Regions from separate parts of the Sus scrofa genome. Here region 1 is linked to region 2. A link is a contact called in public HiChIP or PLAC-seq data. All regions are on one chromosome and are shown on one strand. Each heading gives the region's core, a stretch centred on a gene start, on an enhancer-like site or on the middle of the called end of the contact. The rest is flanking DNA. Distances are from core to core; before and after follow the strand shown. Region 1 has its middle 120 kb from the start of HMCN1. Region 2 has its middle 94 kb from the start of IVNS1ABP.

Region 1 (5,256 bases), core at 1,029-3,528, 160 kb before region 2:
ACTTTAATAACTCAGTACCAGGTATATTTGCATGCCATAATTTATAGAGGATTAATTTATTTAGAGTTTTTTTGTTTGTTTGTTTAGGGCCGCACTTGTGGCATATGGGAGTCTTCAGTCTAGGGGTTGAATCAGAGTTGCAGCTGCTGGCCTACAGCACAGCCACCGCAATGTAGGATCTGAGCCGCCTTTGCGACCTATACCACAGCTTCTTTCCCACTGAGTGAGGCCAGGAGATTGAACCTGCATCCTCAGGGATACCAGGCAGGTTCGTCACACTGAACCACAATGGGAACTCCCTCAGAGAGTATTGAGTTACATGGCTTTTACTGTGCTTTTCACAATCCCCAGTCAGAATTCTGACCTGGTTCGCCTCTTAACAGATGCTCATCAAAGCAGGTAGGTTCCAGGATTGATGGCAGTTCTAAGGACACAGTCAGAGAATATTGTTTTGATCAACAATACAAGTATCATTTTTTTTTTTTAAAGCCCAGCACAAAATCTCATTCTTAGAAGAGCTATTTCTGAGTCTGTCTTCCCTACTACCAAATAAAAATAATAATGCAGTTAAATTCAAGGGACCTTAAGAACACATATCAGTCTCTTGTCATGATTGTGCTCCTAAATGGCAAAAATTTCTCTAGAAGTCAAGCTATGGCAATTCCCAGACTTTCATTAAATGTACAGTCGGCTCCCTGATGCTCTCTTCAAGGACTAGGTTAATGAAAACAAGGTCCCTAATTAAAAACACAGTTTTAATATTTACTTTCCAAGGAGTTGTAAAGGTACCATAAACAAACTGTAATCCCCTCCAGTGTTTGCATAGCTATCAGGCTTCTGAAATCATTAGACTTATTCAGTTTTAAAGTTTCACAGGTATAGCACCAAATTCGCAATGGCTGAAGATTATTTCATAGGTAGTGAATCTCAGTCCAGGTGTATAAGAAAGGAAGCTATTTCATAGTTACTTTTTAAAAAAAATTTTTGGCCATGCCTGGGCATGCAGGAGTTCCTGGGCCAGGGATGGAACCCACCCCACAGCAGTGGCAAGACCAGATCCTTAACCTGCTGAGCCACCAGGGAACTCCTAAAGTTACTTTTAATGTTCGACATGTACAAGAAAATCCTAGAAGAAATAGATCATGAATATTTCAAATACTTTCCTGCCACATTTATTTTATCTATAGCTGAGCATGCAGAAGTGTGGCAGGAACACTTGTCAATTAGAATTTTTTTTAGACTGTATCATGTGATGTGATGTGACTTGGGGTCCAACTGGCTGCAGTGAGAAGCAAGGAGCATAGAGCAATGACAGGCTGAGAAGGACAGAGACAGGTGGTTCCTGGAATGTGCAGGAGCCTCATGCATCCTGGTGAGCAAGGGAAGGGCTGGGGCAGGGGACAGTTTTACCCAGACTGGGCTGTGTTGACTTGATACCAGCAGTAGAGCATGACAGGTCCCCTGGCCAGGTCCTAACTCCCCTTGTGTTTGATCTGGCACCAGATCTTAGCCAGCTCTCTCTGTCCAAAGAATTTCCCCGACTGGGGATATGTTACTTAGAGACAAGACTCTAAACCAGCAATGAGTATATATATATAGATAACTGATCAAAACTTCAAATATATTTGTAACTGAACTCCAGGGGAATCGGGTATGGCAAAAAGAAAAGACACCCCCCCCCCCCCGCCCCGCACTCAATTAGCACTTCTTCTTCTCATTCTTTTCGATATCATTGTTCCTCTTGCTTTATGACTGACTTTCTCACAATCCTCTCTTTTTTTGTGCCTTCCCCTCCCTCCCCTCCCCTCTACCCCCAATTACCCCCCCCCCATTATTGCCTATGTAAAATCAGGCAAATTTCTGAACATCTTGGAACTGTGGTTTCTTCATCCTTAAACTGGGGTTAATACTATCTGTCTCAATGAATTTCTGCACTGCATGGTGCTTAACTAAATAGCACAGATCTCGAGTTCTCCCCTGTGCCAGTGCTTCTTCCTTGAAGACTGACTTATCATTGCAGAGTCCAGCTGAAGGCATGAGGACACACTCACTGAGGACCCACTACAACTTGCACTGGAAGGAGAGCAACCCAAGAATAAAAGAGAAGTTGCCAAGGCATTCTAACTGTGGGACTACAGATCGTGAACTTCGTTTGGCCTTTGAGACATTTCATTTCACAAGCAGAGATTACAATAACAAGCATGTACCCAGTGTCATGCTAAAATCTTATTCATGAACCTGCTGTTCTGCCACGATGATGGAAAGCTAGACTCGTTCCAAATAGACAAGTGAGCTGCAGCCAACTTTTGATTAATGAGGGACAGCTGATCTGATTTGGTGCTCCTTTGGGGGTCCTGCAAGGCCACGTTTCTGTCACATGCACCATTTTAACGTCAGCTTTCCTGCTCTGAGGCTGAGTCTGGGAAGGAGCCATAAATTACTTTCAATCATGCATATGCTGTTGAGCTGGCTGGAGGAGATGGGATGTCAATCTGCCTCTTTTTGGGGAAGGCGGGGGGAGGCTGGATGGAACCTAAAACATCCCAAGGTGCTATTTCAATTGTCATCTTCTGCTTGTCTCCTCCTCGTTCTTCCTGCCTTCTCCTTCTCCTCCAGATTACAGCTGAGGTTCTGGCAGTGCTGCTCAGGATGTCCTGGCTTGAAAGCAATGGGGGCAGTAAGGCTGGAATGGCAATTAAGGACTCAGGTTCTACCTCATCCATGATGAATGTATTCATTCAGTCCATCAGTCAATATGCGTTTATTGTCTCCACATATCCGGAAAGCACTACATTCAAACCTGCTCTAGGAAACTTCCTTTTGTTGGAGTAATTCCCAGCTGTGGCTGTGTCTAAATAGCCTGTGACATTGGCGGGGTGGGGGGGGATGCATATTCCTGGGCTCTACGCTCCAAGGATCCTGCTTCAGTATTCCTGGTGGGGCTCTCTGCATCTGTACTCAGACATGCAGCACCACTGCCTCTATTTCATTGCCATCTGCCTCACAAATGTCTTCCTCCAGCCATGCTCTCTCTGGGCACAAACACCGTCTGTCCACATCAGTCAGCTCATTATGGAAACTTAGTCAAGACCTTCTCCCACAAGAAATATCTATCCATTGGACAAACGCATATAAGCCTTGAGCCGGGAACTCAGTATCTACTCTATGCCAATGATCAGTCCAGGCACTCCCTCGGCTATTTTAACAGTGGTTTTCTGGAGACAACATTCTCTGCATAGAATACACCAGAGGAGGTCTTCAGCCTGAGGGAAAGTTTCCAAGGACAGGTATTTTAGTTGCCACTTAATCGGACCCAAGGTAGAGCTAGCCTATACCAGGTTCTCACGATTCAGGAAGTTGGGGGACAGGGAGGGGCGGGGATTTCTTTCTTGCTCTCTTTAGAAGTAGCAGCCTGGAACTGGGCCTTCTGTTTAAGTGAAGAAACCAGAATCCTAGCATGGAACATGACCTTAGAAGACCCCCAGAGAATTTGAAAAACAGATCAGCAACTCCCACATAATCAGGAGTTGGCAGAAAGCACTGGATAAGCTTAGAAAGATGATTAGTTCGTGCCTGACTTAAATGTTCTGCTTAGTGTTCATTATACAAGTTGACATATTTTAAGTTTGAGGTTATCTATGCCAAAATCTTTTTTCTTCGTAATATGGATTTGGTCATTTTACATCGTCTAAAACATGTAATTCTATATTATCCAACTCTGGAATGAGATACTGAGGGAGAATCTATGTGGTCGTAAGCCTGAGAGATCTCAGTAAGTTTTGGATCTAAGCCTTCCATGAACACAGGTTTGAAGGTGGCATTTTGTCAAGGCCAACACCCATGCCTGTGAATCCAGAAAACACTAGAAATGCTGAGATTGATACCCAGAGGATGAGCCAAAAATGACAGCTGAATTTAATCATTTAATTCTGATTGAAAGGGAAAGATGGAAGAGAAACACTAAATTAGTATAGGCACTTGGATAGAAGATGGCCAGAGTTGGAAAGTAAGAATCCGAACAAATACCTATTAGACCAACCGGGAATTTTAAATGAGCTGGAAAGAGTTGAACACATGTTATTTTTTGGGTTTTCATACTACCCCATCCCACCTCCCAGTCACTACAAGGCAGCAGTGGCATAACTTAAAGTGAGTTTTGCATCACTGGCATATAACATTTTTGGTGAAGGAGTAACCTGCCCGATCATAAAATCAGCATACAGGCATTTCTTAAAAAGTCAAATGCTTTTGGAAAGTAACCTGAGAGTAGCCCTCATAATTCCACTCACAGACTTCAGATTCCACCTGTTCCTCAGCCGACTGTGATGTGATGGCATCACATGGCCTAGGTGTGTCACAGGTCACGAGCTACACACCTGGCATTGGTCACAGACTGCACAGCTGGGAATCAGGGTTCATGAGACAAAGCTCATTTCAGATATCTGTCATTCCAAATGTCAGGAAATTAGAGATTAAATGGAAGGAGGCTAGAGACAAAAAGAAGGGAAAGGAAAGCTTGAGGTTACAAATGGAGAAGACCGAGTTTTATTTCTATACACATTTGCCTTATTCACCCTTCTGATGTAAATGCCTTGACTCTTCTGTTTCTCATGTACATATGCATACACATATTCATATTTATACACACAGCTATGCCCATATACACGGTTCCTATATTTCTCCTCTTAATTAAAATAGTAATGCCCACCCTGTTTAGGTGGGAGGAGCATGAAGCAGATAAAATAACAAAAACACGGAGTTCCCGTAGTGGCGCAGTGGTTAACGAATCCGACTAGGAACCATGAGGTTTCGGGTTCGGTCCCTGCCCTTGCTCAGTGGGTTAAGGATCCGACGTTGCCGTGAGTTGTGGTGTAGGTTGCAGACATGGCTCGGATCCAGCGTTGCTGTGGCTCTGGCGTAGGCCGGTGGCTACAGCTCCAATTCGACCCCTAGCCTGGGAACCTCCATATGCCGCGGGAGCGGCCCAAGAAATAGCAAAAAGACAAAAACAAAAACAAAAACACATTTTATTGCAGGAGGACTATAGCCTGAGGACATTTAGAAGTTGGAGACCAGGAATAAGCAGAGAGAGAAGAGTGTCACAGTAACGAGGCAAATTCTTCCAGGCCACCCTCAGCCAAAAATGTGTTTTCTTTTCCTACTTGAAACCAGGCTGATCTATAAAACCACTCTCATTGACATTTCAGAAAAAGCTTCGACTAGAATATTTGGTAGAAGGATGGAATAGGCATTTAC
Region 2 (5,300 bases), core at 2,456-4,955:
GTCAAACTGGGAAGTCAAACCCAACCTACTTTATTTTAAATTCCAATCCACCAGATGCATAACATTCAGACATTAGAATCATCACCTCACTGACCTCTGCAATAAACTGGTTACATGTGAGGTACTATATTCAATTCTACAGAGGAAAGTAAAAATAATTTTAAATGAATCCGGAGGAAAGTAAAAATAATTTTATAGACTAAGAAAAACATGAGCAAGTAGGGTTTGCTTAGGTTGGAGAAGATAAAACTCATGAAGAACATAAAGAGAGGAGTAAATTATTTTCTCTTGGTCCTGTCTCATGCAGTCTGATTCCACCACCATCCATGGAAAGATACATTTAGCCCCTCGTGACCCTTATTGGATTTAGATGTTGAAATCTCCGCCCTCATGGTCTTTAAGCACCAAGAGGGTATTCTTGACTTTTGTAGGCTCACGGGCTCACTTTGAGCTTCTATATAGCCCTTCCCAAGACCACCTCTGCCTCTGATTACACCGTCTTCAGCTTGATTTTTTTTCTTAAATCTCTTTCCAGGTAACATGCCTACCACCTTGACCTGACCTCTAAAATCTGCCTCTTCCCTCTATGATGATGTAATAAGGAAGCCCCTCCACCACAAACACATATACATTTTCTTATCTGGCCTTGCTCCAGAGATAATAGCTAAAAAATGACAGGATTGAATCAGATTTTATCTTAATAAAAGGAATCTATGTCTAACCATTAGATTTGTCAAGTAAAAGCATTGGCTCCTCACAATGCAATGAAGATTCAACCCCGGGAAGCATGCTGTGCTGCCTAAGAGAATCTTTCATATGTGACAACTTGGGTAATATAAGCTGCTGCAACAAATAAATACCAAATTCTCAATAATTTTAAACAATATAATATTATGTTTCATTACTGTATCAATCAATGAAAGTGTTTCTAGTTGAGCAGTAGCTCTCCTGCATGTGGTGATTCAAAAACCAAGTCTTATCTTGTGCCTCTATAATCCTCAGAAACAGAGGGGTTTTAATCCACTTGGAAGATGAGGAAAGAAAGAGAAAATGAAAAAGGTACCTCCTGGAGCTCCCATCATGGCTCAGTGGTTTACCAATCCGACTAGGAACCATGAGGTTGCGGGTTCGATCCCTGGCCTTGCTCAATGGGTTGGGGATCCAGTGTTGCTGTGAGCTGTGGTATAGGTTGCAGACATGGCTCAGATCCCGTGTTGCTGTGGCTCTGGTGTAGGCCGGTGGCTACAGCTCTGATTCGACCCCTAGCCTGGAAACCTCCATATGCCGTGGGAGTGGCCCTAGAAAAGGCAAAAAGACAAAAAAAAAGAAAAAGATACCGCCTTTTTTACCACCTCAGCCAACAAGTTCTGTGTGCCAGACTCCATCAAGTCCCCACTGAAGTATAAGAGGAAGTGGGAAACGTAGTCTCTGGCCACTTCCAAGAAGCCACTGCCCAGTAACTACTCCTCACTCTGAAAGGGGAAAGCAAATCTTCGGTGAAGAGCTAATCATCACTATTGGATAATAAAATAACTGGGCTTGAAAGTTCTGCTTGAATTCCCATTTTCTTGGCTCTCAGCTTTCATAAGGGTTTAGCACAAGAAATCGCCACTTGCATTTACTGCAACTTCTTCAAATCTGTAGTTTGAATATACGGATCACAAGCTCTTACACTAGCTTGTAAGAACTTAGCAAGAACTGACTCCTCTAAACTCTGTATCTCTTACATTCAGTAGCTGCCCAAGGAATATTTGTTGAGTAAATGAATATTATGTTATCCAGGGTTACCTATACAAAATGAACCTGAATTCATCCTTGATTTCAACATCAGGGATGTTTCTCAAGATAAACTTCTATATCTGTCTGCTCCTACCACATTAAGCTAGTGATGGTTCTGTGAGCATGTAATATTACTAGTCTTCATGCATTTCCAGATACAGCTTCCTCTGCCTAGAATACTCTATCCTCATATTCACTTGCAAAATGCCTTCCTCTCCCTCAAGAGTTGGCTCAGGAATGGCCACCTAAACTCTAAGCTTACTGGATTCTTCCTGAAACTTAAGTACTTCTTCTTCTCCTGTGCTTCCACTGTAATTCTTATTCTAATTTATGGAAATTGTCTATTTATTTTCTGCCTCTCCATTAGATTAGAAACCATTTAGATGTAGAAACCATGGCTTTTCACCTTTATGTTGTCAACATCTTGGCCACCACCGCCTGATATAGCAGAGGTGCTCAGTTAATATTTGTTAAACAAATTATCATTGCTTTCATTTTTCCATACCTAAATAAAAACCATACCAGCATTTGAAGGTTGATATGCCTCTCCCTCTAATTCCCTTTCCTCCAAACATGAAGTGGTCTGATTTTCTGAAACAAATCAAAGTAGACATTGAAAGGAGAAAATCCTCATTATGACATTTAAGTTAAGCTTCTAATTCCATTGGTGTACATCTCTAAACACACTAATACACTCTCTGTTGCATTACATCAGAGTTTCAGGCTGACTTGGATCCTTGATTGGATATTAACCAGTATTTTTGTCGTGTGATAATCACGTCAGCAGAAGTATTTTTAGTATTTCACATTTGTATTATAATACTTATAAAGCTGAAAGAGTCACTTGTCTTTAAACTGAATCTTTAACTTTTCAGATATTAGAAGAAGAAACAGGAAAAAAAAAAAAAACTAACATTAACTAAATGCCTATGGGGTCCTCGATGCTTTATCTATTTTACTCATCTTGATTTTATATCAACCTATAGCAGAAATTGACAGAACATGGTACATCAACTGTATTTTAATAAAAAAAAAATTTTGAAAGATTTTACATCACCCTAGTGAGAGATAAGCATTATTATCACCATTTAGACATGTACAATGTAAGGTTTAGAAGGTTTAACATTGTGAGAGACAGGATTTAAATTCAGATGCATCAGGCTCTGTAGGAGGCTGAATAATGAGTCGCTCCCCCCACCCCCACCAAGGTGTCCATGTCCTGTTCCCCAGAACCTGTGGATACATAGCTTATAAATGGCAAAGGCGGCTTTGCAGAAGTGATTAAGGATTATGAGATAGAGAGATTCTTCTGGATTATGAGTGGACCCTAAATGTAATCACAGAGTCCTTGTAGTAGGAAGGCAGAGGGAATTTGTCTACCGTAGTGGACAAGGCAGGGTGACCTTGAAAGCAGAGTTGGAAGTTATGCATCCAAAGACCGCTGGGGTCCTCTAGAAGAGGAAGTGATAAGGAACAGAGTCTCCTCTGAAGCCTTCAGAAAGCACCAGACCTGCTGAAACCTAGATTTTTGCCTTTTAAGATTTTTTTTGATCTTCTGAACTCCACAACACCAGAAAATAAATTTGCATTGTTTTAACTTTGTGGAATTTGTTGCTGCTGGCAACAGGAAACAAATACAGGCTCCAATCTTTGAAAAAACCTATCTAAATAAATTCAGTGGAATAGACAGTACATTCTTAAGACAGAGTACTTAAACACCTCAGCATCCAGAAAAGCCAATAATCGGAGAAGTGTCAGATGAGATAAGAAAGTTCCAAATACGAAAACCCTCCAGGAACACTTGAGCCATCATCGTGACTATTCCACAGCAAAATGTGGAAATCTTTAGCCAAGTACTCCAGTAGATCTCCCCAGCTTGGAGGAAGGAAGAGTGAGAGAGCCAACCTCTCAGGTAGCCAAGCCATAAAAACTTATGGAGCTGAATCAAAACTCTGAACTGAACCACAAGCCTGAGGTGGCCAACACAAACCTCAGTAGAACTCGTTGTGCTTCCAGTAGCATAACACTTTCAAACAAGGGTCATGGTACATTTCCAGTTCCTAGGGCAAAGTTTTTCATACATCCTGCAGTAGCCCAAGACTGGAATTTACCGGAGAGTGAATAACTCAGGGGAAAAACAGCTTGCAAACTCTGTGCCTAACCCAGATGGAAAAACAAGCCACTGGCTTTGAGGCAGCACAAACTCCAGACCTCATGCCAATAATATTCTCCTTCAGGATTACATTTGGCATAAGAATAGGAATTATAGTAATTTGAATTACACATACTTTCCAATGCAAAATAAGTACTAGCATGAAGTGAAACAAAGTTTGTTTATATCCTCTGTTGTTCATTGAGACAATTATTGCCTCTCAAGACTGCTGCCCAGTGTCACCCTCTCAGGGGAAGTGTCCCAGGCAGGGGACAATTGCCAAGGCCAAGGGGTAACAGAGAATCTCCTGAATAAAATTAGCTTTTGTTTTCCTGCCCTCTTTTGATCATGATAGATATTTCAGCATAAAAATCTTTCAGTAATAGTTCTCTGAAATATTCAAAGAGGTAAGGCTCAGGTACTATCTCACATAGTCAGAATGGCCATCATTAAAAGGCTACAAATAACAAATGGGAGAGAGGGTGTAGAGAAGAGGAAACCCTCCTACACTGTTGGTAGGAGTGTAAGCTGATGCAGCCACTATAGAAAACAGTATAGAGGTTCCTCAAAGAAATAGAAATAGAGTTGCCATATGATCAAGCAATCCCACTCCTGGGCAGACAAAATTATAATTTCAAAAGATACATGCACCCCTATGTTCATACCAGCACTAGTCACAATACATCCAAGACATGGAAACAATCTAAATTTCCAATGACAGTTGGATGGATAAAGAAGATATGGTACATGTATACCATGGAATATTATGTAGCCATAAAAAAGAACAAAATAATGTCCCTTGCAGTGACACCGATGGACCTAGGGATTATCATACTAAGCAAAGTAAGTCAGAGAGAAAAAGATAAACACCCTATGATATCACTTATATGTGAACTCTAAAATAGGACAGAAGTAAATATCTGTTTAACAGAAACAGACTCATAGACATAGAGAACAGATTTCTGATTGCCACGGGGGGAGGAGAGAGGAGAAGGGATAGATTGGGATTTGGGGACTAGCAGATGGAAACTAGTATATACAGGGTGAATAAAAAAACAAGGTCCTAGGTAAAGCACAGGGAACTAGATGCAATATCCTGCGAAAAACCATAATGGAAAAGAAAAAAAAGGCAAGGCCCAGAGGCAGATAATAATAGTAATAATAAAAAGGCTGTCTGTTTGGTATAACAAGCTTCCCTGGTGGAGGTCGACTCTAATCTGATTGAGGACAAGATATGAATATAATGAAAATGCTGACTGAAATCTAAAGGGATTTTAACAGCGAAGACTGAAAGCAGTGAAAATATTTTCTGGAAATCCTTAACAAAAAAAGCTTTCCTGAAGTTTTTAAATTGCAGTTCTCCTGTGGT

Evidence for each region. HiChIP or PLAC-seq counts read pairs in DNA pulled down with a chosen protein or histone mark.
Region 1: an H3K27ac HiChIP or PLAC-seq map of skeletal muscle shows a contact between it and region 2. The contact joins two enhancer-like sites. A contact is called at or near these places in 2 of 2 datasets of contacts at active chromatin or transcription factors (alveolar macrophages and skeletal muscle).

What each region holds. Positions count from the first base shown.
Region 1 is chr9:126,727,578-126,732,833 of Sscrofa11.1, reverse strand. No RefSeq gene overlaps it. Among named protein-coding and RNA genes, the nearest start is that of HMCN1, 120 kb to the left of the region's middle. Within about 2 kb of position 2,278, at least 4 of the 83 cell types and tissues checked have an H3K27ac peak or open chromatin away from gene starts, as enhancers often do. A contact at or near this core is called in skeletal muscle, where this site is marked.
Region 2 is chr9:126,570,651-126,575,950 of Sscrofa11.1, reverse strand. No RefSeq gene overlaps it. Among named protein-coding and RNA genes, the nearest start is that of IVNS1ABP, 94 kb to the right of the region's middle. Within about 2 kb of position 3,705, at least 8 of the 83 cell types and tissues checked have an H3K27ac peak or open chromatin away from gene starts, as enhancers often do. A contact at or near this core is called in skeletal muscle, where this site is marked.